Linked DNA regions of Mus musculus: regions 2, 3, 4, 5 and 6 are each linked to region 1. Evidence: chromatin contacts called from public Hi-C, HiChIP or PLAC-seq and promoter capture Hi-C data. All regions are on one chromosome and are shown on one strand. The core of a region is the stretch at or near the end of the contact, and the rest is flanking DNA. Distances in the headings are between cores, read along the strand shown. Region 1 holds the start of Spcs3 (signal peptidase complex subunit 3 homolog (S. cerevisiae)). Region 2 holds the start of Hand2 (heart and neural crest derivatives expressed 2). Region 3 holds the start of Sap30 (sin3 associated polypeptide). Region 4 holds the start of Hmgb2 (high mobility group box 2). Region 5 holds the start of Fbxo8 (F-box protein 8). Region 6 overlaps Fbxo8 (F-box protein 8).

The links. Promoter capture Hi-C pulls out the DNA fragments that hold promoters and counts their contacts. Hi-C and Micro-C count contacts between places; a contact is called where the count stands out from the background. HiChIP or PLAC-seq counts read pairs in DNA pulled down with a chosen protein or histone mark.
Region 2: a promoter capture Hi-C map of embryonic stem cells shows a contact between it and region 1, with 5 times the contacts expected there. The contact joins the promoter of Hand2 here to the promoter of Spcs3 in region 1. A contact is called at or near these places in 2 of 39 promoter capture datasets (embryonic stem cells and hippocampal neurons), 2 of 115 datasets of contacts at active chromatin or transcription factors (astrocytes and embryonic forebrain) and 1 of 9 other capture datasets (liver).
Region 3: a promoter capture Hi-C map of pre-B cells shows a contact between it and region 1, with 11 times the contacts expected there. The contact joins the promoter of Sap30 here to the promoter of Spcs3 in region 1. A contact is called at or near these places in 12 of 39 promoter capture datasets (the 3T3-L1 cell line, 3T3-L1-derived adipocytes, the C10 cell line and 7 more), 1 of 484 Hi-C or Micro-C datasets (CD8 T cells), 5 of 115 datasets of contacts at active chromatin or transcription factors (astrocytes, embryonic stem cells, large pre-B cells and 2 more) and 1 of 9 other capture datasets (liver).
Region 4: a contact with region 1 is called in a Hi-C map of B cells, with 10 read pairs. The contact joins the promoter of Hmgb2 here to the promoter of Spcs3 in region 1. A contact is called at or near these places in 3 of 39 promoter capture datasets (cranial neural crest, liver and pre-B cells), 6 of 484 Hi-C or Micro-C datasets (B cells, CD4 T cells, the G1E-ER4 cell line and 2 more), 4 of 115 datasets of contacts at active chromatin or transcription factors (astrocytes, embryonic forebrain, large pre-B cells and 1 more) and 3 of 9 other capture datasets (adipose tissue, liver and pancreatic islet).
Region 5: an H3K27ac HiChIP or PLAC-seq map of double positive thymocytes shows a contact between it and region 1, with 31 times the contacts expected there. The contact joins the promoter of Fbxo8 here to the promoter of Spcs3 in region 1. A contact is called at or near these places in 21 of 39 promoter capture datasets (the 3T3-L1 cell line, 3T3-L1-derived adipocytes, the C10 cell line and 14 more), 20 of 484 Hi-C or Micro-C datasets (CD4 T cells, CD8 T cells, the G1E-ER4 cell line and 12 more), 13 of 115 datasets of contacts at active chromatin or transcription factors (DN3 thymocytes, the SCID.adh cell line, astrocytes and 10 more) and 3 of 9 other capture datasets (adipose tissue, liver and macrophages).
Region 6: a promoter capture Hi-C map of liver shows a contact between it and region 1, with 3 times the contacts expected there. The contact joins the enhancer-like site here to the promoter of Spcs3 in region 1. A contact is called at or near these places in 5 of 39 promoter capture datasets (the 3T3-L1 cell line, hippocampal neurons, liver and 1 more) and 1 of 9 other capture datasets (liver).

What each region holds. Positions count from the first base shown.
Region 1 is chr8:54,528,154-54,531,998 of GRCm38.p6, reverse strand. It overlaps Spcs3 (signal peptidase complex subunit 3 homolog (S. cerevisiae)), which reads left to right and starts at 2,001. Exons shown (of 5, transcript NM_029701.1): 1 at 2,001-2,236; 2 at 3,584-3,657. The coding sequence starts at 2,094.
Region 2 is chr8:57,319,390-57,323,270 of GRCm38.p6, reverse strand. Hand2 (heart and neural crest derivatives expressed 2) reads right to left here and starts at 2,288. Exons shown (of 2, transcript NM_010402.4): 1 at 810-2,288. The coding sequence starts at 1,364. It overlaps Hand2os1 (Hand2, opposite strand 1), which reads left to right and starts at 2,412. Exons shown (of 6, transcript NR_154048.1): 1 at 2,412-2,582; 2 at 2,983-3,087.
Region 3 is chr8:57,485,893-57,489,565 of GRCm38.p6, reverse strand. Sap30 (sin3 associated polypeptide) reads left to right here and starts at 1,706. Exons shown (of 4, transcript NM_021788.2): 1 at 1,706-2,314. The coding sequence starts at 2,000. 2500002B13Rik (RIKEN cDNA 2500002B13 gene) reads right to left here and starts at 1,603. Exons shown (of 4, transcript NR_126553.1): 1 at 1,373-1,603.
Region 4 is chr8:57,509,808-57,513,403 of GRCm38.p6, reverse strand. It overlaps Hmgb2 (high mobility group box 2), which reads right to left and starts at 1,561. Exons shown (of 5, transcript NM_008252.3): 1 at 1,399-1,561; 2 at 656-829; 3 at 197-342; 4 at 1-114. The coding sequence starts at 805. It overlaps 2500002B13Rik (RIKEN cDNA 2500002B13 gene), which reads right to left. Exons shown (of 4, transcript NR_126553.1): 4 at 3,142-3,316.
Region 5 is chr8:56,548,773-56,552,733 of GRCm38.p6, reverse strand. It overlaps Fbxo8 (F-box protein 8), which reads right to left and starts at 1,580. Exons shown (of 6, transcript NM_015791.4): 1 at 1,358-1,580. Cep44 (centrosomal protein 44) reads left to right here and starts at 2,168. Exons shown (of 11, transcript NM_001009951.1): 1 at 2,168-2,189.
Region 6 is chr8:56,587,903-56,591,665 of GRCm38.p6, reverse strand. It overlaps Fbxo8 (F-box protein 8), which reads right to left. Exons shown (of 6, transcript NM_015791.4): 4 at 3,541-3,659; 5 at 1,412-1,608; 6 at 1-230. The coding sequence ends at 43. Among named protein-coding and RNA genes, the nearest start is that of Fbxo8, 39 kb to the right of the region's middle. Within about 2 kb of position 1,960, at least 2 of the 459 cell types and tissues checked have an H3K27ac peak or open chromatin away from gene starts, as enhancers often do. A contact at or near this core is called in liver, where this site is marked.

The DNA.
Region 1 (3,845 bases), core at 752-3,251:
TGGTTTCTACAAGCTATGCATTTACATTGGAAAATTTGGAACTAGGAGCATCCAATGAGAAACAACAACAACAACAACAACAAAAACATGTGAAGTTTCTCTTTCAGAGTCTGGGTTACCTTCCTCGGTATGATGTTTTCTAGTTGCATCACTATGTGCAAAGTTCATGATTTCATTTTTCTCTACAGTATTCACAGACAGGTTTTCTATAATTGTTGAGGTATGGCCATTTGCTTGTATTGTAATGCTAAGTGTGGGTCCCCAAGACTTGGAGAAGAGGGAGTCTAAACCTAGTGAGCTGTGTGACCTTGCCCCCAAGTTATTTCATTGGTGAATAAAGATACTGACAGCCAATAGCTGGGCAGAAGAGACATAAGCAGGTTTTATGGTTCTCGGGCTCTGGGGGAGGGGGTGTTGTTGTTGTTGGGAGAAGCACAAGCAGAGAGAAGAGGAAAGGAGGAAGAGAAAGTTAACAAGGGTTAGGAGTCATGGCCCTGTGGGCTTGGAGTTACAAGCAGCCCACATGAAACATAGTAAGTAAAAACTCTGGGTTATTGATAGGAAAGTAGATTCTAATACCACAGAGGATGGATATCTGCCCAGCTTTTATGCTGCTTAGAGTTTAATATACATATAAAGGTTGTGTGTGTCTTTTTATCCAGGAACTGAATGATCAAAGGTGGGGTTAAGACCCCAATTGAGATTAAATATCTCCACAGCATCCAACAGGCCATTACTTTCCCAGGTACACTTCAGTCTTTTGTTTCACAGGTACTTCTTTACCTACTGGGAACAGATTATTGGGTGTGTCTTACATATACCTCTAAGTGTTCAGTATATTTCATAGCATGTATCCTGGCACTCATCATCTGTAACAAGAGGCATCCTTTCTCTAAGTTACTCTATAGTAATAATACTAGGTAGTGTGTGGGTTGATTTGTTCTGTCTCACCACATACATGGCTTCCTCATTTTGTCTCTAGCACTATGTAGCATCCCTCAGTATTTATACCTGTTTTATAATTTAAGCTGCTGCTTTGATTTTGATAACTTTACTCAGTTATAAACCTCAGTAGGGTTTATACAAAGTGATCAATATACTTTTGTGTCTCACTTGCAGCACAGTAACTATTTATTAAAACCTTCCTTCACTGAATACAGTGTGGCTACCCGAGAGATTGAATAACCAAGGTTTTAAACACATCTAAAGACCACTCTGACTATAACTGCTACATATTTCATTTATTGGCTCTATTCTATTTGAGCCAGGGTCTATTCTGTTACACTCTCCATTCGAGGCCTAGAATATGCACTAGGCAATTCTTAATGATCCTGCCTGTATGCTGTATGAAAATTAATTGCATGGTAATGACTGAGAGGAGTTTAATCAATATCAGTTTCTCATTAACACCGTTTCATGGTTTACAGCAGCTGTTGTACAACAACCTATTTTGGATAAGTGGAAATATTTGGGATTGTGGTATAAAACACGTAACTTAAGTAGAGGTTCGGTTCTCTGTTGAAAGCAAAGCAACAGGGATTTGACTAATTGTCTAGTGCGAAGGCTGCATACCAACACTGGTGTCCCTGACTGCTATTTAGGTGCCTGATTGATTTCATTTTTCCTCCTTTCCAAAAATGTCCAACTTTACCAGCTTTGATAGAGGTGAGCTGGGACCACGCGTTTTGAAAAGTGACTACCACAGAACAGTTAAGGGGCCGCTGTCCCTATAAACTTAACTGAAGGTCAACTCGCAAAATGCTACTTCCCTACCAAGCCACAGAGGCCATGGAACAACTGAGCAGTGGAGGAGGCGGGTCTCCCCCCACACCCCCGTGGCAAAGCCCAACCCCCGTGCTCTTTGATGATTGGCGGATTCACTGAAAGCACCGCCTTCCGGCGCGTGCACGGCCGCCCAGTGGGTGGGACCCAGAGGGTGTGGGAGCGTGCGCGCTCCCGTCGGAGGACCGGAAAGGGGGCGGGGCGGGACGTGCGCACCCGATGCGCGGGTGGGCGGGGACTGGTCGGCCGCGGGAAGCAGAGCCTGAAGTGCGAGTGTGGGAGCCGGGGCCCGGGAGGGAAAGGTCGCCACGATGAACACCGTCCTGTCGCGCGCGAACTCCCTGTTCGCCTTCTCGCTGAGCGTGATGGCGGCGCTCACCTTCGGCTGCTTCATCACCACCGCCTTCAAAGACAGGAGCGTCCCAGTGCGGCTGCACGTCTCGCGGATCATGCTGTGAGTGCGGCCGGCCGGCCGGCCCCGCCCGGGGCTGTGTGCGCGGTCCCCGAGGGCTTCGCCGCGGGCCGTCCACTCCGCGGACGCGCGTCCCGGGGCCCTCAGACCCCAGCCCTGCGCGGTCGTCTCCCGAGTGGCCTGGGTCAGCGCTCCCCTTCCTTCCTGTTCTGCACGTCCCTCACCCACCCGGGCCAATGAGGGAGCAACACAACAGCACACCCACACCCGCGCTTCCGCCCGGCGCCTCCCCGCCTGCAAGCGCGCGTGGGGACCTCAGCCAGTCCCCAGTCCCCCCTGGCCTGGGTGTCCATCCAGGCGCCTCGGTGGGTGGCTCTGGTGTCACGTCCAGCCCCAGTTGGTTCTCTTTGACAGTCCCTGAAGACGTCTGTCTGTCCCTCGTGGACACACTACTTGGCAGCTGCTGCCTTGAAGTTAGGATGTGCAGGATGCACAGGGGCGGTTTAAACATCCCAGTTTCTTGTTATTTTTAACGTCATTCTTTAGCCAGCAACCTGAATAAGTCTTAGGAGACATTAAAAATAGAATTTCGAAATGACTGTTCTTTTCCCGTACTGCCTGTTTTATTTATAGCATTTCCCTCCATTTTTCTGGCACTTTTATCTTTCACGCAGTGGTTTTAATTCCTGTATGCTCTGTGTGAACTGTCCTCTACAATCTGCCCGTTCTTTTAGCCTTGGTTTACTAATTTGTTTGTCAGAATCACCAGTAAGTGTCTCCTCTTACTACTGCTGCTGCTTTTGATTTTTCATTTTTATCCCCAACACTTTTTGTTAGGTACTATTGGTGATTTAAATAGACGTAGCTTAGATACCGGCCCTGCCATCACCTTCTGTGGTGACCTAGATAAACTTGAAACATATTAAACATTGTGATCTTAAACAGGTTTCTTGCAGTCGCAGGTGTTAACATTTGTTGTAAGTGAAGAAAGTCACTGGAAGGATTGTTGTATGGATTTCAGATAATTGTGGAAAGTGCATGTTGGCTCTGACATATGGCATGTGCTTATAATCAGGTGCTGCGTTCCAGATTATCTTGTGGCCTGCTCCGCATAAAGTATTTGTGTTTCCGTTTTTCTTTTTAGTTTTATTTTTTTCTCTTCCCTTGTGTTCTCTCAGGGCTCCTCGTTAGGCAGATGAAAACCACTGACTGCCTTCTCTTGTATTGAATTATAATATTTATTTTCAGACAAAAGCTTACTCTTAAGTTTACGATTTCGCTGTTAAACTTGGGTGTGACTTCTGCACACAAGGAGCCCTTCCTGTTTCAAGTTGTGTACGTTTAGTGTGATACTGTGAGGGATGGTAAAACTTTTATCTTTACTTCTAGAAAAAATGTAGAAGACTTCACGGGCCCTAGAGAAAGAAGTGACCTGGGATTCATCACATTTGATATAACAGCTGATATCCTTCAAGAAAGCCTGGCATTGCCTTTTCTGTACATTTGAAATGAGATGCGAGTGTAGGAGAAGGGGAAGAGGGAGTATGACTCCACCCCAGCCTGGGAGTCATGTGCGTATATCTTAAGTCTTCGTTTAAACAGCAAGTTGAAGGTAGGAAAGAAAAGATACAGTTAAATCATTTTGGTTAGA
Region 2 (3,881 bases), core at 1,039-3,538, 2.8 Mb before region 1:
TGCATGAATCAAAGGGCTGCAAGCGGCAAAGGAGAAAATCTCCACAAATGGAATTGTTTCTTAGGTTCTTCCTGGTCATGCCCTATCCAGAACTCCATTACTTTACCGGCAGTTGGTAGGAATCCGAGAACACTTTAAGTGGCTCGGCATAACTTCATGTTAGAGTTGATAACAATGACCACAATGTGCATAACTTTTACTCTTCAAGTGCACAAACTCACTCAAATAAACTTAGAAACACTCGCGAATTACTTAGGGGAGAATTTACGCTCTAACATTATTGCCAAAGAGAAACTAAAGCTGTACTTGTACGCTAGAAGTTAAAGGTACTTAATGTTTACCGTTACCTCCCGCGTGCCCTAGCAATGTGAAGGAGCATAACGTTTTCTTAGAGTCAGAGGCAGCCTCGGTTTTGGAATGGGGGATGCGACCAATAGTGGAGTCACTGGAACCGAGAGGTCATTAGGTAACTTATTTTAGAAATATTTAGAAGAAAAGTTGGGTTGGCGGTCAAAGATAGCTTTAATGAACACAGAATGAGGGGACCTGGCCAGTGTGACTGGGAGATTGGTGAGCTCCTACATTTTGGAAGGTCGGTCCTAAATGGAGAGAGGAGCTTGCAACTTCGAAGGAAGACATTCTGCTGCTGACATCCTCCTGTCTTGCTTTTGAGGAAACCATCCCTACTCCACAACCTGGCTCCCTACGCAAAGAATGTGGCACACAATTTCTCAGCCTGAATGGAAAGACCAGAACAGCGGTCCCAAGAACCCCGAGTCCCTCACCAGCCTCGATCCCTTAGTACTGACCAGCTCTTTCTTCCTCTTCTCCTCTTTCACGTCGGTCTTCTTGATCTCCGCCTTGAAGGCCTCCGCCTCTCCGTTCTGGTCGTCCTTGGCCAGCAGATCCATGAGGTAGGCGATGTAGCTGGTGGCCAGGCGCAGTGTCTTGATCTTGGAGAGTTTGGTGTCGGCGGGCACGTTGGGGATGCACTCGCGCAGCTCGGCGAAGGCGCTGTTGATGCTCTGAGTCCTGCGCCGCTCCTTGCGGTTGGCGGTGCCCCGGCGCTTCACCGGGCGCGGCCCCCCCAGGCCGGGAGGCCCGGCGCCGGGCGGCACTCCCCCATAATGGGAGTGGTCCAGGCCCGCGGCACCGCTGGCGTACTCGGGGCTGTAGGACAGGGCCATACTGTAGTCGGGGGGCGACATCTCCGGGTGGCCAATAAGCCAGCCGTGGAAGTAGGGGTTCTCCTCGTGGCTGCAGCGGCTGGCGGCGGCGGCGGCAGCGGCGGCGGCGGCTGCGGCGAATGGGTAGCCCTCATGGTGCACCACGGGGTGGTGGGGAAAGCCCCCCACCAGACTCATCTCGCCTTCCGTGGCCCTCCACGCGCCCCAGCGTGCGCGCAGCCCCGCCGCGCCCTCCGATCGGGCTCCGACCTCGGCGATCGGCGGCCTTCCCCACCCCCCACCCCCCAACCCCCGGGCTCCCGGGCCGGCCCTGCAGCCGCAGAGGGGGCCGCTGCAGCCCGGGGCCCGCGCCTGGCCCGCCGGGCCCGCCTCAGCTGTGCCGCGGCCGCCGGCTCCCCATGGGGCGCGGCGAGCTGGTCCCGGCACGGTGCGCCCTTGCTGGCCGCCGCCGCCCGCCCAGCTCTACAGCCCGCGCGCCGGCTCCCGCGTTCCCCGCTGCAGCGACCAGGCAGAGCGCTCCGGTGCTCATGCAAAAGTGCCGGCCGGCTCCCGCGAGGCAGTCCCGCAGACGCCGGCCACGGGACTCCTGACTCCGAAGATGACCTGGAATCCGGGGCGAGTCCAAGCTGGGGCTGCAGGAGCCGGCCCGGCTGTGCCGGGAGGCGGCGGGGTCGCAGCTTAGCGTGGAGCTACCTCGGTGCGACCCTCCCCCTTCCTGCCCCTTCCCCTCCCCCACCAGCTCGATCTGGGTTCTTGGGCGCTTATTGTTTTAATAAAAATTATTTGGTTGTTGTTTTGGTCCTTGAGTGTGATTTGTTTTTAAAGCTGTAAGGAACGTGTCCGTCCTCGCTCCTCAGGCTCTCTCGGAGGCTTTGCAGAGAGGTCTCAGCGCATCCATTTTCTAAGATCCTCTCCTCTCCGGACAAGAATCTTGGGCCCTTGAAGGCACCTCGGAGCTGGGAAGCGGCGAATGGACTCTCGGAGGGGTGTGCTCAGACAGTGGCCGCGGAAGCTCCTGGGTGGCAGCGGCGGCGGTTCTCTTGGGCTGGACGCGGTGAGGGGAGCAAGCCGATTTTCCCAGCAAGATCTCCATGTACAGCTACATCTTTAGGGCCGCTCGGGTTAATATATGTCGTCAGAGGCTCCTCACGCCAATCCCGGGGCGGCGGGGGCGGCGCCTCGCGCTCTCCGCAATAAAACTTTTTGATGTTCACGTTGCTAATTGCCGAGGTCCTCTTCTAGGATTGGTTGTCCACTCATAACCATAAGATAATTAAAACGGGGGGGGGCAGGGTAAAAAAAAAACCCTTTTATCAGCCATAGGTTAATGCAAGTGTTTAACAGATGCTTCGCTATTAAAATATTTCCCCCCAATACTGAAGAATCTTAAACCAGGTACAGTATTATTTCGCTTTCTTTTCTGATTACAGGGGTGGGGTGAATAGAGAAAGGAACGCAGATTATGCCTTTTCAAGTGTTTTGTAGGTAACCGAGGCAGAAAACTGAGCCGACAGTCTCCTATAGTTTTGTGCTGGGCTGGGGAGGGGATTTGGGGTGGGTGGTGGTGGCGACAAGAGTCTGGAGGTGGCGGTATGGAATCCCATTAAGGTGCGATTGGGAGTGAGCCGAGTCTCTTTGACCAGGCTAGAGCGCCAGCGCTCCTCTGACCCGGCACACTTTGGCAAAGTTGCAGTGGCCTGTTTGCTTAGGCACTGAAGTGGATGACCCAAGTTAGGATGACAACTTGCAGAGAACGCGGATGAGACCTTCAGTTTGTGCCCACACTCATTTGCAGCAACCCTAACAGAGATTGCGAAGATTTTCAAAGTGGGGCACCTCGATTTCTCGAATCTGTGGTGTGGCGAATATCCGTGTTCCTCCTGCTTAACTAGCCTGTTTGGTAAGTAACTGAATAGTTTTTACAGCGTGTTCGGAGCTTATTTTCTAGTTTTTATGAACAAACATATAAATATATCTCTGCATTCCTGCCTCCCTCATAAAAGCGGGCATCTGTGGAAAGCAGGTTTAGTTATCGGAGGGGAGCCATTAAACGGACGTTTAAGAGACAGGCAGGGAGGAAGGCTCGTGGATGTTTAGACTGCTTGCCTTGGCGATCTTGAACGCATTAGAACGGAAAATGGATCTCCACTTGTAAGTTAGCGGGCCTCGGGGCACCTAGGAGATTCCCCAGCAGCGCGGGATAGGGGCGGTCAGTGGAAGGAGGCAAAACCACCCTCCGGCTGGCCTGTATGAGGATCTCTTCTTTTCACTCACACGAAGAAGGTCCCTGTGTAATAGGGTGTCAACAGAAGCCCTTAGGCTGTAAATTTGATCACACCGATAGCTGGCCTTGGACCTGAGGAGGCAAGCAGAGGGGACACAAGTGACTCCCACCGTTGGCATCGCTTTTTGGAGGCAGAAGCACTCTGGTCCCAGACATTAAAGAGAACCCCAAGTTAAGAATCCTGCATGGACAGTCCTTCCCATGTCCCTAGAGTCTGTCTGGCTGTTATTCTGTCTGGAAGGCCACATCAGAAGGAATCGGAGAGCCCATCTTCTTGCTCCCAGGGTACCCGAGCTGAGACCTAACTGCCCTGTGGTAATCTCACGGAGGAAAAAAAAAGACTTTAGAGCTGGGTGGTGGGAGAGGGGGAGAACTTAAAGGTTGTGGCCTTTCTTCTGTTTGCAAGGGGT
Region 3 (3,673 bases), core at 457-2,956, 3.0 Mb before region 1:
CTTCATGGTGCCACGCCTCAAATCCTTTGCATAACCTCTTCAGTCCTAACCCATCAACAACTGAGGCTGCACTTTCACCAATGGTCTTCCCTGGCCTCTCACAGCTGCTCTTCATGACCCCTTCATACCTTCAAAACCACTACCACTTGGGTGACACTTATACATTACCAAGTACAGCTGCAGTACAGGGTACAAACTTGGGTATCTCGGAAACACAGCTTCTTTTGCCTTCAGAAAACAACTCCCAGACGATTTCACCTCTGTGGTATTGATCTCTTCGTAATCACTGCTAATTTCTTAGCTCCAGCTAGCCAGCATCAATTGTCCTAGTGGTGCCTTCTATTCTTGACTCTAAAGCCAGCCACATAGCCGGAGCACCTGAGTTCTGCTACTTGCTGAGGCTGGAATGTGGCCCCTTCTTATTCTATTACCAACTTTATGTTTTCCAACTCCTTCCCAGCCTAAGCTTAGCTGTCCTGGAACTTGCTCTGAATATTGACCTTGAACTCAGAGATATGTGTGGCTCTGTATCATTAATGCTGGCATTAAAGGCATGTTCTACCATGACTGGATTTAAACTTTTCTCTATTTGGAACTTGCTCTGTTCCAAGCTGGTCTTGAACAATGAAATCTGCTTGGCTTTGTCTCTTTGGATTAAAGGTGTGAAAGCTTGGGCCTAAGTTTTTCATGACCTCTGTGACGATTATATATATATATATATATAATCGTCACTGAATTGGTTGAATCTAAAACAGGCTTTCTCAAAACTCTTCCACTTGAAATAAATTATTTTTGCTTAAGCTTAAGTCTAATAATTATCAGAGGTTCAGGGTTGGCATGGCCACGCCCATTCTTCCACCCCGCCCACCACAGGCACAGGCAAAAATACACATTACGCGAGCACAAACACGTACCCAGGCGCGCACGCGCGCAACCCCCCCCCCCCCCACACACACACCCGCGGCACACACAAGCACACATGTACGCATGCATATGACTCAAGAAAAGAGGTTTCTCGATCCTCGTCCCCTACAGCCAGGGCTAAGTTTTGATGAGTAGTCTGCAGACGTGATACTAGTGTGCTTCCTTTAAATGGTCTTAAACCCTCTTAGATCCGTTTGAAAGGAATCCAAGTGGCAGTAGAGGCGACAAGCAGCCCGATGCCTGCCAACCCGTCGGCACACGAGTATGCCAAGGACCTGCCACGCTCTAGAAGTCAGCTGCGGTATGGAGATGGAGATGAAGGACTCTCCGCCTAAAGAGCGCTAGGTATCCCGAGTTTTCTTTCAATAAATACCAAACAGCCCGTAAACTTTTTCTCACTTAATTCTTACTACCCCCCCCCACCCCCCACCCCCCCACACACACACACCATTAATGCTTCTTCCCAGGAGTCAGCTGGCGGTCTGAACACTAACTTTGCGAAACAAGAGGAGCTAAAACCAGCCCTTGCTCGCAGGAGAGAATAGAGGCGAGAAAACACGGTAAAAGCCTGACCTCACAGTCAGACTTGCCCGGTGCTTGGAATGGAAAAAAAAAAAAACTAGGGGTGGCTCGCCACGCGACGCATGCTGGGATGAGTAGTTTGTCCCGCTGGTCCCGCACGTAATCAGAACAGAGCGCAAGTTAGCTCCTCGATCAAGAACTACCATTCCCGTGGGGCCGCGCGGCAGGTGTGGGGCGGGGCCAGAGGAGGGGCGTCTCCCTCGCGCAGGTTCTGGGGTTGAGAAGGAGGCGGAGGAGCTGCGGTCCAACTGCTGAAGTCTCCATGTGACAGTGAGTGGGGTCTCCTTTCTAGGCGCCACTTCACTCCTGATCACAGTCACAGGACCTGGTAGCTATTCCAGCACCGACAGACCGGCCGGCCCTGGACTCTGGGCGTCGGACCGTGCCGCCACCAGACTTGGGGTGCGGAGTGAACGGCCGCCCAGGGGAAGGAGGCGGAGCGGCGCGGCGAGCGGGGCTCTGTAGCGGCGCCGGCGCCCCCGAACTGGCAGACATGAACGGCTTCACTCCGGAGGAGATGAGCCGAGGCGGGGACGCGGCCGCCGCCGTGGCCGCGGTGGTCGCTGCTGCGGCTGCCGCCGCCTCGGCGGGGAATGGGAACGCAGCCGGCGGTGGGGCAGAGGTACCCGGTGCCGGTGCAGTGTCAGCTTCTGGGCCACCTGGAGCGGCCGGTCCCGGCCCTGGGCAACTCTGTTGTTTGCGGGAGGACGGTGAGCGGTGCGGGCGCGCGGCAGGCAACGCCAGCTTCAGCAAAAGGATCCAGAAGAGCATCTCTCAGAAGAAGGTGAAGATCGAGCTGGATAAGAGTGTAAGTGGCCCAGGGACCGCCCTGCCCTATCCTGCGTGCCTCGCCGGATGGTTGGCGGGGTTCACGAGTCTCGGGGATTGGGTTGCAGGTGGGATTAGTGGTTCTCTGATTGAAACAAAGTCCCTGCAACTCCGGCCACCTTCCCCAGCGCGCGCTCGCGCAGTGGTGCGGGGCTCCTCCGCCCCTCGCCCGGACTCCCGCTGCCTCGCGTGTCTCCCACGCCAGGCTTCCCTCTTCCTCCTTTGCTGCGATCTGGAAACGAAACAAAGGGGACCGCAGCACCGAGGGCCCGGAGTAGTTTTCTCGCAGCCGGGCAGTCCCTTCTGGAATGGAGGCGCCTTTGTTTTGCTGCCAGAGCCGGTGTCTGCCCTAGGGAGCAGCTTCGCTCCTCTAGGGAAAGTAGAGTCTGGCTGGACCCCACAATTCTCTCTCTCTCTCTTTTTTTCCTTTTTGTCTTTTCTTTTTTTCTTTCCTCCTCGTTGTTCTCTTTCTCTTGAACACAGACAAGCAAGCTGAGCTCACCAGTTGCCTTACAGGGAGATAGATGATTGTAAACGTTGTTTGCGGTGTCAGCTCTTCGGGCAGCTGCTCCGAACCAAGGCTGCAAATAAGCCTCTGCGGTTTTACAGCCCTCTCGGCAGCCATCGGGATTTCTTTTTCTGTCTTTATGCACGTCTGCTGTTTTGGCCAGCTATGAGGTTTCAGAGAATTCCATTGCTACTTTTCAGAGCTCTGACTGATGGCAAAGGAAGAACAAGATACAGAACCTCCAGACATCCTGTATATTTTTAACTTACCCTTAGCTTAGAAGTCAATTTAAAAGCCTGTTCATTCGGCCTTTAATTGTAGCCTTAAAAGGGGGGGGGGGGAGAGTGTCAATCAGCTCAGTATTTCCTAGTCCACTGTATATACAGCTCTCAAATCCCCGAGTAATTAATTTTTTTGAAAAGTTTATTTGTGATTCTGTTTAGGCAGGTTTCTCAGTAGGGTCCATGAGAAACTTTGCAAGAGAACATGAATAATTTGCTTTAATTGAAAACACAAAATACAGAGAAATATATTCGCTTAATCCTTAAAAAGAAACCTTAGGGTTCAAATTTAAACATAGGATATGAATTCAATGTTGCATTTGTAAAGAAATGCATACTTTGTACCTGTAGAATTTCACTATCTAACAGATCAATCAGAAAGCATGTACCTACGAGTAATATAATGCTGCTCTCAAGCTAGAGAAAATACAAGGACAAATTTGTGGGCAATGCCACCTCTCCCTTTTAAGTTAAAATCAGCAGGAGCTAACTTATTTAGGTCACCTTCCCTGCAATTTGATGACAAGACCCAGAGAATTGGAATTTTTCT
Region 4 (3,596 bases), core at 312-2,811, 3.0 Mb before region 1:
GATTGCTCAGACCACATCTCACCCAGTTTCTTCGCAGTATCTCCAATAGACAGGCCTGGGTGTTCAATTTTGATCTTTGGGCGATTTTCAGAGCAAAACAGGAAGAAGGCAGACCTGCAAGGAAGCAAGAGTTAACAAATAGAGGACGATGGGGGCTGGGGGGGCGATGGGTTCGTTAGTTCTCAGATCAACTTACGGTGGTCTCTTCGGAGCATTGGGGTCTTTTTTCTTTCCTTTCTTATCCCCTTTGGGAGGAACATAGTTCTTCATCTCCCTGTCATAACGAGCTTTGTCGCTCTTGGCCAAATCTTCAAACTTGGACTTTTCCTTTGCAGACATGGTCTATGGGGCAGAAAAAACGAGTCAATCGGCAAGGACTTCAAAGCTCCTAGCTGTCCGAGTAATAAAGAAAGTGGATAAACAAATAAGTCGAGTCAATCTGTAAACTCTGAGGCATTTGCATTAAGGGCGCCCTCGGCTTGGAGACCAACCTTTAAAACCCTCGGGTCCCCAGGGTGGCAAAAGCTCGCGCGCTCCCTGGTCCCTGTCGTCCCCCCCCCCCATCCGACCCGCCCCCGCCCGCGGGGACCCGCCAAAAGCAGCCCGGAAACGGCCTGCAGCCGGGCACGCGCGCCGCCCGCCCTCCCTCCCTCACCTTCCATCTCTCGGAGCATTTCTTGGAGAACTCGGCGAAGTTCACCGACGAGTCGGGATGCTTCTTCTTGTGCTCCTCGCGGCAGGTCTGCACGAAGAAGGCGTACGAGGACATTTTGCCCCGCGGCTTGTTGGGGTCACCCTTGCCCATGACGACGGCGCGGCGTCTGTCTACCTGCCGAGGAGAAAGCCGTGTCCGGACCGGGGACCGGGGTGGGGACCCGCGGGGAGGGGGCTGCAAGGAGTGAGGAGCGTGGGGGAGGGGAGCGGGGACAGCGGGGAGGGGGGGGATTCCGCTCCGCTTCCCGCCTAAACCCCGCGCGCCCCCGCGAGCGAGCGCGGGAGCGCGCGCCCCGGCCAGGCCCGGCCCAGCCCAGCCCCAGCCGGCTCCGACCCGCCCGACTCGCCCGCCCGCCCGCGCCTCAGCCCCTCGCCCGGAGGCCGAAAGCCGCCGCCGGCCGCGCGCCCTCCCTGACAGAAAAGCCGCGCGCCTTACACTTACACAAGCCACCGCGAGACCCACAGCCAATCCAGTTTTTAAGAAAGAGACAGAGAGAAAGAAAAAGAAACGCGGCCGGGCTCAAGGGCTTTCTGGCCGCCCTCCATGGCCCCGGCCCTCACCCAAAGACTCGGCCGCCCTCTAAAGCCGCCGAAGCCGCCACGCCGAAGCCCGGCAGACGTCCCCCCACGTCTACGCGTTAAGAGCCAGGCCGCCAAGCCCCGGGCCTCCCGGCCGAACCTTACCTGCTGCGAGCGCTGCTTCCCTCAGACCTCCGCAGAGAGACTTCCTTCCCCAAGCTCCGGCGAGAACTGGTTTCTCGCTAACGCAATCCCCAGCCTCTTGTTTTGCAGAGTTCTCCGCGCCACGGCAACTTGACCAGACCAGTCGCGGGCCACACCTCCCTCCGCTCTGATTGGCTGTGGAGGATTATTCAAACCCGGAGAGTCCCCGCCCCCCCACGGAGAAGGCTTCCGATTGGTGGGTGTCTGGCCAGGCCCGTCCCTCCAGGCTAAGCCTAGCAGGTTCGGTGGGTCTCCCAGGTCGTTAACTCCCAGACCCGTTGGAACCGGTCTAGAGAGGAATGTACTGCTCGGCCCTGATTGGCGGCAGGAAAAGCGTTTGAAAAATGGCGGGCCCGCTGCTGATTGGCCATGAGGGTGGGGCAGGCCCCGAGAGGAACTGCCCCGGCCAGATTTAAAACTAGCAAGGAGGGCGCCTGGCGCTAAACTCTTCAGGTGATAAAGATGGCTCCGAGGTGACTAAAGGCGCTAGGCCAGCCGCGGTTTGGATGCCGTGGCCTGCCTGGGGCTCAGCTACGAGTTCACGAAATAAAAAAATGGGAAGAAAGTGGGGAGCCCGCGGCGCGGAGCCATGATGAGGCCGAGGTGGAACCGGAGCACGGCGGGCGGGGAGCCTCAGACTGTGCGGAGAGTCTCACGGACTCCTAGCCGCGTCCCCTAGTGATTTAAAAATAAATAAAGTAGCCCTCGCCCTCCGATCGGAGCCATGCCTGCCTCCGCGCCGGGACGGCGTCTTCCACAGCTGACCCGCCTAAGATCTGCGGGTTGGCCGCACTGCACCCCAACACTTCGCGGGCGCGGGTGGGAGGCCAGGGTCCCTCACCTTGCCGGTCAAGCTGCTTTCCGGGGAAGGAGGGCTCGGTCCTAACAGGCCATTTCTGCCTTGTGATTTGGCTGTGGAGAGCTCTTTCCCCCCCCCCCCCCTCGCAGATTGACGCGTATGTGGCACCGCTGTTTTCACGGATTTTCAATGTTTTCTACCCCCAGCAACTTTGCTTGCATTTGCGGGGCTGCCCTCCTGTTTGGTTCCTGTGTGAGGATCATTTTCGATAGTGCTTAAGGACTTAGCGGTTCTTAACTTTCTTTTTAAAAAGTAGACTTGAACGTTGTGTTTTTCTTGGAAATGGATGATGGTTCAGCATTGCGAATATACTTAATGCCGGCAAACAGTGGTCCGCCTTTATGTTCTACGACAATAAAAACAATAAGGTGCCAGTTAGGTGTGGGGGCATATTTTCCCGCTTTAAGGGTACCACCAGATTTGTTTTTTTGGTTTTTGGTTTGCTTTTTGTTGTTGTATGTTTTGGTTTTTCAAGATAGGGTCTCCTGGCCGGTGTGTAGCCTGGCTGTCCTGGAACTCACTAAATACTCCAGACTGACCTTGAACTCAGAATTCACCTGCTTCTGCCTGGGATTAAAGGGGTGTACCACCATACCTGGCTAAGGTGTCAGAATTTTGTTAATCGTAATGCTTATAAATTGTGTCTACCTGAAATCTTACATCTAATAAATGACAGTTGCAACTAACCTATAAACCAGACACGCACAGTCAAGCTCACCAAACCTGAGTGTATTATTCAAATAGCATTGTAAGTGAAATTACTGATGCACTACACGTTTACATCATGTATTTAAGTGTTACGTGTACCAGGGTTCTCTAGCGAAACAAAACCAATAGACTGAATCTATATGTAGGAGATTTATTAGAACGACTTATAGGCTGTGGTCCAACAATGGCTGACTAACAGTGAAAGGTCCAAGAAGCCAGAAGTTGTTCAGTCCACAAGGCTGGATGTCCCACATGGTTTTCAGTATAAGCAGAATCCTGAAGAAGTAGGCTCTAATGGCAGTGAAGTAATTTCTAGGAAGAGCAAGAGCAAGCAAGCATTCTTTTTTCATGTCCTTTATAAGGCTGCTAGAAGAAGGTGTGGCCCATATTAAAGATGGATCTTCCTGCCTCAAAAAAAATCAGGGTTAAAAGTGGATCTTCCACTTTAAATGATTTGGGGGGGGGGGTGTTTCGAGACAGGGTTTCTCTGTATAGCTTTGGCTGTCCTGGAACTCACTCTGTAGACCAGGCTGGCCTCAAACTCAGAAATCCACCTGCCTCTGCCTCCCAAGTTCTGGGATTAAAGGAATGT
Region 5 (3,961 bases), core at 331-2,830, 2.0 Mb before region 1:
AGTCCATCTCAGTGCAGTCTCTCAATAGTATCACAAGTCCCAAACACAGCCTAACTACGACCTCAAGAAACAAGCTGAACTACTCTGTTGAACGTTGCCCTGATACTTGACTCAAAGAAACCAAGATAGTACATGTTTGTTGTTTTAAGCTGCATTAAATTTGGGGATAATCATAAACCAGCAATATGAAACTAATGACGATACTTAGGTAATTGTTAATTTAGAAAAACTGTATAAGCAAGAAGTTTCTGAATTAACCTGAAAATAATAAATTTATTTATTGTTCATTCTGAGACCTGCTCTACATTGTAAAAACAAAACAAAAACAAAAACAACAACAACAACAACAAAAACCTTTCACAAAGGTAGCCGGAAGCTCTTCTCGTCGGAGTGAAAGTGCCAAAGTCCAAAGAACCAAAGCAAAGAGAAGAGTACTTAGTGACCTGTTGCAAAACCATACTTCCAAGCCTTTGGAAGGCCAAGAAAAAGGATTGCTAGCTAGGGACAGTCGGGGCTACACAGTGAATTCTGAGCCAGCCTGGAGTACACAGGAGACCTTGTCTCAAAATACAAACAAAAACGGAGTGCAAACACTGACATGAACAACAGTTTGTATTCAATTGCAGTATTGAGGGTAATGAAGAGAATATGGCGCGCGCGCGGGGTGGGGGTCTTTACAAATAAATGTCTCATTTATAAATTAAGTAGTCACAATTATTAATTAGTAAATACAGAACGAAAAATAAACCAGAAATATATCGAGTAAGAATTGCAAACTTCTATGGTTTTTGTCTAGACAATGTGTACTGAGTAATACGATGTGGAAAGTGGAGCGTAGCCACAGAAAAACAAAACGAAAAGGAAAGTGTTGAACCAATTTTACAGTCTGTTTGGAGACTGTAGCAACTAGCAATCAGCGGAGGTCTTAAACTGGATATGTTTGAATTCGTATTAAGGGGACGCCGTAAGAAATGAAGCGTGCCTTGGCATCGAACGACGCTGTAACCACCACAAAAGCAATACGTGAAACTGAAGAAAGTAACCTCCACCGTTTGTCATCTTTCAAGAGGGACGACACCACGTCGCTACCGCGAGTCCCAAATCGACCTCTATACCAATGGCCTAGAAACAGAAGAGACTCACACCCGCCTCTCGATTCTGATACACCATTTTAATAAGCCACCGCTGCTGTCACTCAAAATGTCTCACAGTACCCATTGGTCCTAAACTGTTGCTTGCTGGGCCAGGGCTATCAAGTGGCAAGCATCCCTACCCCTCACTTCGGAGGAGAAAAGTGAGAGCGTCCGGGCGGGCGGAAGAAGCAAGGCATTGGAAGCCTCTGTGCCGACGCGAGTACCTGAGCGACCTGGGATCTCCACCGCCGCCGCGACGACTCGGCCTGTGGGCGGGGGCTGTCAGCCGAGAAGAAAATGGCTCAGCCGGGAACTGGTGCCCAAGCCATGGAGAGGCCTGTCCAGAGCGCACGTGTTCGCGCTGGAGAACACGATGGCTGCGAGGGAACCAGAAGCCGCCCCAGACTCCCGCGAAGTCACAGCACCTCTGCCTGCAGAAGCCCGAGTGGCGGACCTTGCAAGGTTTTGACGTTTCCTATTGTTGCCGGAAGTGACGTCGAGGAGCGGCTCCTTAAAGGAAAAAGATTTCCGTTTTCCTCATTCAGATTCGCCAAAAAGTCTTTACTTTTCCGCTTCTCATTCTGAACTGCTTTGGCCATCAAAATTATGCTAATTTGAAATGTGACATTCAATAAAAGACATGTAATTGATAAGACTTTAACGACAGTAGAGTATCCTGAAGAAGCTGCGCGAACGGAGTGTGGAATCTGCATCTAGGAATGCCAGCATTTGGGGCAGCCTCTGGCTCGGAATGTTTAGCCGCTGTTCGAACTCTCGGCTCGAACTCTGAGTTCTAAAAACAAACCGTCGGCACGAGGGGCGACCCGAGGCGCGGGCGTAAGGCTCTGGGGCTGCAGACCCGGTTCCCGCCACGTTCTCGGGTTTCTAGTGCTCCCTTCTTCTTTCTGTGTTGGTACGGTAGCCTTGGGAACCTTTCAGTTTGCTTAGGGGCTGCTGGCTGAGCCAGAGCTCGTGGACCTGCTGTGCTCTGGCTTGGACGAAGGTGGCCCTTCTGCTGTCCTCACCGAGGTTCCTGGGTTGTAGGCGAATGATCAGGTCTACCTTTTCATCCCTTTAAATTTAGAGGCAGAAAGGGAATTCGAGATGGGACTTGCTTGTGTACCAGCTGGTATGGTTTTGGAAGGCATCAAGTAGAATGAATCGGAGTCTGCCCTCTTTGAATTGTTTTGTAGATGCCTTTAAGTTTCTTTCCGTCAAAAATACATCTAGCTTCAAAAGACTGTCCGGAATAGAAAAAGTACTCCTTCCTTCGTGTTCTCTTTGTTTTCATCTTCATGGTGTCTCCCCCCCCCCAAAAAAAAAAAAAAAAAAGAATTCTCCATCTACTTTGAGGCCTATGATTGCTCTGTATGAAAAGAAAACTAATTTTAACATATGTATTCTAGACTTACTGCTACACTAGACTGTTTTACAGAATTATTTGCAAGCATTTTAACAATGTTTTATGCGTGAACACAGCGGTTCCCTCATCGGATCTTACAACAGCATTTTCCTAGTATCTATTACGGAGAGATTTTGTAAGTTTAGTTTCTACAGATTTGTATCCCTTTATCTTAAAGTTTGTCTTTTAGATATGTCAAGCGGAATTTCAAAATCCTAGCTATCCACTGTGATTATTAAAGGCTAGTTACTTTATCCTGGGCAAAATGATTTTGGAGTCCTGTGACATGTTTTTAAAGACCTGTAGCAGCTACGAAATTGAGCTGGGTTTGAAACAAAGTATCTTAAACTGCAAAGCTGGGGGACTAGCTCAGTGGTAGAGCCATTGGGTATGCCAAGATCCTGAGATCGGTTCCGTTCCCCACCAAAGCCATCTTGTGCGGTGCTCACAATGTCTTCCAGCAATTCGGTTGGTGGATTTGATTTGTTCCTAACTCTTCAGAAAGCTAGGTAGACCAGTGAGACCTTAATGATTGAATCTGTATATGGTCTTCATTTAATATCCTGTGATAAGTAATATAAAGTGAAAATGCTAATTTTTAAGTAACAGTTTAATTTTATCTCAGATTAATTATGGTCAAGTGTAAAGTATGTTTCAGTACTTGATTAGCTTCAATTCATAGTAATAATTTTAGTATTTACTAATTAAAAAACACTAGGAAAGCCTTTCTTGAAAACATACTTCTATGATCTTGTTTTTTTAAAAATACCTTTATGTTTTTCTCTTCTGTCATATCTTTTCCCTCCACCTACAGATACAAGCTGTACTTGAATCTTACTCTTCTTTAAAATGTTTATTGTGCTGGTAATGAAGAGGATGTGTTCCTGGGGCATACTTTAGTGTCCGAAATTTCATTACCAGAAGTAGAAATAATGTAAAGATAAATGCCTTCTATGATACCAGCAAAAGAAAAGGTAGCACCGAGTATTGGATAAAATTGCATGTCCTGGGAAGATAGGATATGTACAAAACTAACAATTGTGTTGTCAGATGGGTCTGGAAACTAAAACAAGATCAGACCTGCAATCTTAAATCCCAGGCACAGTGTTTGTAGTTACAGCAGAGGCTAGAGTAGTTCCCCTGTCACCTTTCTTAGGCAATAAAGGTTGGTCTGGGAAGTCTGTCTTAACATATCTGTATGTCTTTCTAGCCCCGGCATCTGGAAAGATGGGAAATAAGCCTTACTGTTTTGACCAGTATGTTGTATAATTTAATTTTAGGATTTCTTTCCCCGTCCCCCCCCTAAAATCCTCATTGTCTAAATATCTTACTATTTAGTAGGTAATTTGGTGTTTCAAACATGCTGACCATAGCATCAGTGCAAGGATACTTAAAGTACATTCAGCAGCTCGCTCCGCAGGAGCAG
Region 6 (3,763 bases), core at 711-3,210, 2.1 Mb before region 1:
CTCAGTCTGGAGTAAAAAGTTGAAGTTCGAACACTTGTGCTTTTATGCAGCCACATGGCCAATAAGGTAGATGTTGTCATAAAGGTGTCCTACAAAATCTTCACTAATGTTCTGAGCAGCACGGCGCGTATTTCGAATAAACTCTCTTTTTGACATTTTATTCTTCACATGAGGACTAGTGAGGTCAATGGAAAGTAGAATCAAAGAGTAGCACAGTACATAGACAGCATCTGGAAGGAAAAGGAAACACACCATTAGCTAGCTCAAGTATCCACAGGGGTTAAGGAGACAAAAGTTCAGAATCTCAATAGATCACACAGGGTGGCCAATCCACCCTGTGGGTCTAGGCTTTGCTTCCAGGTGACTCTTTCAGCTTCTGTCCTGGGAAACTGTAAGATTGCACAACCTGAGTCAACATCATCCAGTCTGACCTCCAAGGCCATGGGCACACTCTCCAGTTCAGAGGACCTTCAGGATGCTTTAGGAGTTTTATAGTGAAAACACATTCCGAACTTAATATTTCAGAACTTGCTTTATTTTCATTTTCTCATGAGACACATCCAACTATGATTAAATAAGTTCCACTAGGATCTTATGATCCTGCCCGATAAAAAAAAGGTCAGGATATTTATGTTTAAAGAATGCTTTGGCGTGCACCACCACGCCCAGCTTTTTACAAAAACTCATTTTAATTTGAAAGCATATTTAACAATATGAAATATATTACCATGGTACTAAAAATCGAATGCAAAGAATTTTTAAGATCATTAAATTCCTATTCTCATTGGAGAGATATGCCTTTAAAGTGGGTGCAATCTGCACTTTAACTCTAAAAATTAATCTTTAGGGAAAACATTGTGCTGACTGAGCTAGTACATGCAACAAAGTAGTTTTCTATCATGATAGTTGCTATGCTATTTACATTTTAGAATTCTGCAGTCTTAAAGACAGCTAAGTATTGTATCTTATGAACATGTTCAGCAAATATCACATAACAGGTAAATGTTTTGTAATCTTTGAGTAATGCACAATTCTTAATACAAAGATACAAGTAAATTTGTAAAATGAACATACACTTATGAAAGTTGAGAGAGCACAGCATACATAAGTATATACACGGTGAAAACTAATTGTATTAAAAATAAATTTTAGTAGAAATATATTGTCATCCATATGCAGCTTATTAAAAGCTTCAACATAACCTTTACAGTCATTGGCAAAAATAACAAATAAGAATAACTAAAGAATTAATCAACTTTCTTCATAAAGCTATGCATTTCCTGTGCAAAGGGTAAGTACATGTCCTCCTGAGTGTTCTATCCACACAGTGCAACAGGTAAGCAAGTAGTTAGCATTTGTAGACTTATGCACACACACATGCACACGCACACGAACACTGAGCTGTCCTTACCAGGACTAAGGCCAAGTTCTCGCATGAGGTCAGGATTGCAAGCACAGAACCTATGTGAGAACTTGGTTATAAGAGTTTCAAGGTACTCCCCACGCTCTTCAGGGGCATGAATATGACGAAAAAATTCTCTCAGTGCATTCGGCAAGAACTGATTTCTAAAATTATGCAAGGTTACAAGGTCATCCAAGACATCTCTCCTAAAAAAAGAGAAAAAAATCATAATATCATTTTGTATAAAAGTACTTGATTATTGGTTAAGATATCAGTATATTTTATCCTTACCCTTTAAAACAATTAAGTTTGATTATTTACAAAGTTAAGCTATTTTGAACTTCTCAAATAGGCTAAAATAAAGCACAATAAAGTAAAATACACAATTCTATGAAGAACGTAAGATTTCAAGTATTGCAAATATTGCTCAGCTGGTGTGGTGACACTCATGAAACTGAGGCAGGAGGATCATAAGTTCAAAGCTAGTCTAATCTACACACAGACAAACAACCTCCCTGCTATTTCTTTCCAAGTGCCCTCTGATCTATGTCCAAAGAGCCCTAGAGTTGATGTCTTTTAAATAGTAATGAGTCTTCCTCTATTGTACTAAAGCACACATTCAGAGCTAAGAGCTAGCCATGTATTCACATAGAGTATACACTGTCTTACAGTCTGCTCTTCCTCCTGATAGTTTATTGTAAACAGTTTGTGTTTAGAAATAGACTCACATCATTTTTTAGTGGTTACTCACCATCCAAACATATGGGCATAGTAATTCTATGGATATATATGTGTTTATAATTGTATCAATATTGTATAATATGTAAACATATGTATGTTATATATTTTAACCTATTGCATGTAATATGCAGTGTGACTCTTTGTAACAACATTCTTCAACTGTTACTGAACTCAAACTTGATTATATGATCACAGTCTTCATTTTGATCAATTACTTACGACAAGGCTAGGCAAATATAGCCAGTGGGCAAACTCTGACCTACTGCTTGTGTTTGTAAATAGATTTAATGGAACAGGACCATACTGCTTTGTTTATAGTTGGCCTGTGTCTGCTTACACAATACAAACGGCAGAGTTATAAGCAAAGGCAACAGAGATCATAAGGTCAGCAAAACTAAATATTTACAGAAAGATCTACAAAGAAGTACCAATCTCTAGGTCCTTAGCATTTAAATACAAAGTAGTTAAGGACAACACCTTCCATAGGAGATTTCTTTCATGACCAGCATGCTGGTGTAGATGCTCCTCTGAGTATTCTTATGTGTGCATTTAACTTGAATGAAGGGCACAGGTGAGTATCTCTCTGATGAAAATGTCATCTCATCCATCATCTCTACCTACGTGATTGCATATTAAACGTCACGTCTTTAGACTTAAAAGGTGTAAGGATGTTTTGTGTGCATGCCTGTCTGGGCGCTGTGTGCATACAGTAGCCACTGAGGACAGAGAAGGTGAATGCTCTGGCACTGGATTTGTGAGCCACCGTGTGGATGCTAGGATCTATACCCGGACCCTCTCTCTGCAGAGCAACAAGTTGTCTTAACTGAGCCATCTCTCCAGGTTCACTTTGGTAGAATTTTCAGGCTTCATATAATCACTCTCTGCAACATTATGTGACTATATGCATATCCGTATAGTCCTTAGGTTTTGAATATTACAATTTGTCTTTACAATAGAATTTTTAAATGGGCAGTTTTGGGATTTAGAACTTCTGATTACCTGAACACTTAGCTCATGAGTAACTATGAAGAAAAAGTCAGGGCTGCAACTTCTACCAAGTTGTCTGCTTTTAGTTTGCTATCCCAGGGACGTTGGGGCTATCATAGTGTTTCTCTCTCTCTCCAGTTCTGGCTGGCAACAGATTTGGGAACCTCTGCCTCAGCTTCTGTGTGCTGTGAGAACAGCTGTGTCAAGCCATACACAGCCATTTTTTACTTTTATAATGGCAACCTTTTAGCAACATGTTAACAAAAAAGTCAAACCAATTGTAAGATATAATAATCTTTCTTATATTTTTACTCAATTTTGCAACTAGATTATTCTATGTACTATAGCTTTTAAAATAAAGTTAACATATTACTTAACTCATTTCTGATAAAAATTTAATTTTGCTTTACCTTTCATCAAGATAGATTCTCAGTTTTTTCCAATTTAGTGTTCTGGTACAGAAGATAAATTTTGCTATTTCCTTTGGCGAATCATCTAGGATACCCTTGGACATAAAGTAGCTCACTCCCTAAGACAGAAAGACAAGTCTACATAAGCACATTTAGCTATGATTTATAATTTCAGTAATTAGGCAATTGCAGAACCACAGCTGTGGGTTCTTTCCAGCATTAC